Linked DNA regions of Arachis hypogaea: region 1 is linked to region 2. Evidence: chromatin contacts called from public Hi-C data. All regions are on one chromosome and are shown on one strand. The core of a region is the stretch at or near the end of the contact, and the rest is flanking DNA. Distances in the headings are between cores, read along the strand shown.

What was found. Hi-C and Micro-C count contacts between places; a contact is called where the count stands out from the background.
Region 1: a contact with region 2 is called in a Hi-C map of leaf, with 2.5 times the contacts expected there. The contact joins the promoter of LOC114924706 here to the enhancer-like site in region 2. A contact is called at or near these places in 3 of 8 Hi-C or Micro-C datasets (all in leaf).

What each region holds. Positions count from the first base shown.
Region 1 is chr11:142,988,833-142,991,532 of arahy.Tifrunner.gnm2.J5K5, forward strand. LOC114924706 reads left to right here and starts at 1,369. Exons shown (of 3, transcript XM_029289993.1): 1 at 1,369-1,540; 2 at 1,661-1,947; 3 at 2,054-2,266. The coding sequence starts at 1,369. The coding sequence ends at 2,266.
Region 2 is chr11:142,939,638-142,942,337 of arahy.Tifrunner.gnm2.J5K5, forward strand. No RefSeq gene overlaps it. Among protein-coding and RNA genes, the nearest start is that of LOC112723183, 8.0 kb to the left of the region's middle. Within about 2 kb of position 1,359, at least 1 of the 3 cell types and tissues checked has open chromatin away from gene starts, as enhancers often do.

The sequences.
Region 1 (2,700 bases), core at 119-2,618, 49 kb after region 2:
TATTGGCGGAAGCAACCTTGCCAATAAAATTTTGGAGTGATGCGTTTGTCACAGCCACTCATCTCATTAACTTGCTCCCAACATGCTAAACTATCAGTCACCCTTTGAAAAGCTGATGCAGAAGGTTCCTTCACTTGACTTGCTAAAGGTCTTTGGATGCTTGTGTTATCCATATACCAGGCCCTACAACAAATATAAACTTCAATTCCAATCTGATCCGTATGTGTATCTTGGGCCCGCAATCAACTACAAATGTTTCAAATGCCTTAATAAAGCTGGGAAGATAATCATTGCAAGAGATGTTAGGTTTTAGGAAGACACCTCTCCTTACAAGTCTTCTGCCTTTGGCTTCATCAATCCTCAAGCATCACACCATCAACCAGTAAACTTAACCACACCCTCCATACCAATTCTCACTCTTCCTTTAAATCAACCATCCATATGCCCTGATAACACTTCCTCAAACCCATATCACTCTCAACCCACATCAACCTCATTCGAATCATCTCACCCTCCACCCAATACAATACCTCAACCTTTACCCTCATCCACCTCACATCGACATCAAATATCTCAGCCTACTACAATTCAAACCCCACAGCCACGGTCACAAAATCAGCATTCTATGATCACCAGGGCCAAGAATGGTTTCACCAAACCAAGAGTATTTCAAGCAACTCCTTCTCAGGATCTGGAGCCAAAAATCGCAAGACAAGCACTTGAAATCCCTCATTGAAGACAAGCAATGAATGAGGAGTATGCTCCCTTGATGAGAAACAAAACATGGGTGCTCACTGAACTACCAAAGGGAAGATCTGTTGTTGGAAGTCGTTGAATTTTTTGCATCAAGAGAAATCTCGATGGTTCAATTAGCAACTATAAAGCGCACTTAGTAGCTCAAGGATTTAGTCAACGACCAGACATTGATTTAAAAAAAAAAAAACCTTCTGTCCCATAACTAAACCAGCAAGTGCGAGGATCATTTTGACATTGGTATTCTCCAAAGATTGGGACATAAGGCAGTTAGATGTGAACAACGCGTTTTTAAATGGTGACCTTCATGAAGAAGTATACATGACGCAACCTCAAGGATTCCAAATTGGTGGTTCATAGGTGGTGTGCAAGCTTACGCGCTCTCTACATGGACTGAAACAGGCCCCAAGGGCCTGGTTTACTAAGCTGTCCATTGTACTCATCAGACTCGGATTCCAAGCAACTCGATCGGATGCTTCCCTCTTTATCAAACAATCCAATGGTGTAGTGCTCTTTCTCTTGGTGTATGTTGATGACATGATCCTCACTGGCTCTTCCTCACAGGCCATTTATGATGTCATCCAATAATTAAGAAAAACTTTTGCACTTAAAGACATGGGTCCCCATCATTTTTTCCTTGAAATTAAAGTAAATCGATTAGAGAATGGTAATTTGATGCTTACACAGACCAAATATATTAGTGATATCCTGAAAAAAGCTGATATGGAGAATTGTAAGGGTTCTTCCACACCCATGACTACAAATCTAAAACTTACTTCTCAAGATGGTAAGTTGCTTCATAATCCCAGTTTGTATCGATCTATTGTCGGCAGCTTACAATACCTAACAGTAACTTGATCTGAGTAAGTTGTCCTTCCCTGTCAACAAAGTTTGTCAGTTTATGCAGGCACCAAGATATTCTCATTGAAAAGCGGTCAAACGCATTCTAAGGTATCTGAAGGGCACAAAATTCTTTGGCTTACACATGTGTCGTGCGCTGAACTTAACATCACAGGATACTCTGACTTTGATTGGGAATTGGAAATTGAGGATATGAAGTTTACAGTAGGTTATTGTGTTTATATGGGGAAGAACTTGATCTCTTGGAGCTCTAAGAAACAGCAATGCGTATCCAAGTCCTGGACTGAGGCAGAGTATAGAGGCATTAGTGCAGTTGTGACTAAGTTGCTTTGGGTAAGAAAGCTCTTAGCTGAAATTCATATTGTCACTCAATCGAAAGTGTATTGTGATAACTTAGGTGCGGTCTAGCTCTCTGCTAATTCGATTTGGCACTCTGAAGCATTTTAAAGTTGATCTGGCATTTGTGAGGGACCATATGGCAAAAAAAGATATTCAGGTTCATCATATTCCAGGTGACGTGCAAGTGGCAAACATGATGACTAAGGTTGTTTCATCCACTAAGTTTCATGATTTTTGCAGCAAACTCAGGATTCGGGAAGCTCCAATCCTTCGTTTTAGGAGGAATAAAAGGATAAATGAATTAGTTAAGTGAGCCTGCAGCTTGGTAGAGTTAGTTAGAGTAAGTGGTTTTGAGTTAGTTAGTTAAGCAATAGAAACTGTTAGTGTAAGTCAAGTATATATAATCTCTTGTAACAGCTCATTTGAGCGATGGAACGAAAGAAATCATAATCAACTTCTCTCAGGATCTCAAACTCTCTCACCCTCTCTTCTTTTTCATCACCATTTTTTAGCCACTTCATATATTAACAAGGCAGAACGGGACGAATAACGGAATAGTAGCTATTACTTATACCCAACTCATACTCCTCCCAAAAAAATCGATTCAAACCCTTTTCAAACTCAGTCAATCATTAAAAAAAACTCATTCTATTTAAAAAATGGTGGGAGCGGAGCAGGACAGAGAGGGAGGGCGGGCGATTCGAATTGACCTCCCTAGCCTAATACAATCACAAAATATATAGTAAA
Region 2 (2,700 bases), core at 109-2,608:
TTCTTTCTTATTTTTCTTCCATTCAAACACATCTAAAAAAATTAAAAATTTACTCAATTTCTTTCTTTATTTTTTATTTTTTATTTTTTTTCTCTCTATTTCTTTCCTTTCAACCAAATATAGCATAAGCTGTTAGTTGTGCAACGACTGAAGGTTATGGATATTTTTTAGTTGGTATATTCTACTTGTATGCGCACCTAGTAAACTATGCAAATAGTAATTAAAAGGTTTTCCAGCTTCCTAATTTTTTTAAAAAGAAGAAAAACAAATATTGAGAAAAAGAATACTTGTGAGTTAAAACTTTCAATCAAAATTGTCTAACAATTAATTTACATAAGTAACAAAACCAAAAGGTTCATCAATTCCTTGATATAGCTTTTTTTTTTTTTTTAATTTATAGGTTATTATATGGTTAACATTAAAACTTATATGAAATTATCTTTATGCGATATTAAATTAAAAATCGTTAGATAATAATATATTTAAATTTATTAAATTATTTAATAGTTTTTAATTATTAACTTTAAAGTCAACTGCACGTAAGTATTCACCTGAGTGATATACAAAAACAAAAAATTACCATAAGAAAAACATAAACAATTAACAAATTCAAATAAAATTAATAAGTTTGACTTTTGGATTATGATGTCGATGTGTTAAAAAAATAAAAATAATATTGTATAACCAAAAAAAATTATTATTTTTATTAATATTTGACCAATTTTAAATTATAAACTAAAAATTTAAATAATATAAAAATAAAATATTAATTAATACTGATAAAAAATATTCTTAATATTTCTGAAAAAATAAACCATGACTAAAAGTTTCTTCCCTAGATAATTAATAAAAAAAATCTTAAATACCTTTTTCATCCAAATACTAATTAACACCAAGGCCAAAAGAGTCTGAATTATTGTCAAATATTACCTATAATAAGCTCCAACCACATCCCAGGAAAAGCATTATTGGACAAAAACTCCATATCTCAGTGGCCTCACAAAAACAATTAATTAATACGGTACTATATATTTATATATATGTGCTAATGAACGGCATAAAATTATTATTGACATGTGGCATGTTAGGCCTCACCCCAACACCATGAACCATATTGTTACCCACCACTTCTCTAATGTAAATTGTTGCCATATGCCCTGCACCATATATATGCATGTGAGTACAACAAAAGCTATAGGGAAAAAGAAAAGGACAAGCATTATTATTTGAACAAATAAATTAAAATTAAATTGTGAATAGTATATTTATTAAAAGCTTTTCCTAAACCACATGGAGGGGTCATGGCCTTGTCCATTAAACTCCAAGAAAATACAATAAAGTGGGGGAAAAAAAGAGAAAAAGAAAAAGTTAGTGTATTGATGGCATACCCGTATATGGTTACCCCTCTCTGGAGATTTGTGAGATTAGGAAAAGTTCGTTTTCAAGCAGAATCCATAGACCATAATACAGAAACACACACATATATCGGTTGGTTTCGTCTTTTCCCTTGGCGACAATTTTTACAAATTTGGACTATATAGTAGGAAAAATAAGGGGGGATGGATGTGGTTTAATTAATTAAGTGTAATCTTTTAGGTTAATAATATACATTATTATTATTTTCGGTTATAACTAACAATCACAAAGTACAAGTTAGATAGATGATATATGATATATACGCGCAGTTTTCCCTTGCATTATTTCATATGAAAATTGGTTATCTACTTAAAATAAGAAATTATATTCGTCCTGTTCTTGCTTAATTAGGCTGAAGTATTGCTCGGTTCTCGACGAAAATCGGCAGACCTTCCCACTGAGGCGTGATATACATCGGCAATGGAAAAATAAGGGAGGCGGGTACTTGCAAAGACGCTCCGACGCTCAAGTCAGCAAAATGATGTATATGTAAAAGTTAATTCTTGGAAAGATTGCATACCTTCTAAAATTTTCTCATTCCTTTTTATACCTGAGTGGGCGAGGTTGATCGTTTTCTTCCGAGTTGTAACGCCCAAGGAGAGAATTAATCGTAACCGACGTTATTGATTTAGAGTTAATGCTGATTATTATGAATAATCGGTTATGATCGAGGATTATGCGTTTCTGAGCTATAACTCGTAACTGATGTTTACTGGTCATATCACAGCCCCCAAACTTGGCCTGACTTGAAGGAGACAGGTTGAACTTTTAAATGGTAATTAACGAGTTATAGCTTGGTATGTGGAGCCCGCAGATTAACGTGGCTCATTTAAGTCTATCTTTAGTATATGAAAAGACTTGGATATGGGAAGCTGTACTGAATTAATGCTTCTCATGGTTTGGTGTATTTTTTACTTATTATTTTAATAAGTGTGCAATTTCCAATGTGTGTTACTAGCCGTTGAAAGTGGATTGTGTTTAACGGCCAAGATTGACTTATGGAACTGAAGAGTTGATTAAATGAGTGGCTAGGGTGTAAACGTTCTACACGCTTGGTGTGTGTTACCGGGAGGCATCTACAGAAGCTTTTAAGAAGAATGAGTACAAGAAGTTAGTAAAACTTCCCTCGCTTTTTACTATCGTAAGTAGTTTTCCTATTTCGGCTAGAAAGATGAGTGATAAAAAGAAAAACTGCTACCCAAGGTCGAAGACAATGAGTCTTATGACTGAGTTGATGGGGATGTCCAAATACGGACTTCTCTATTTTTCGATAGAGACTGTGTC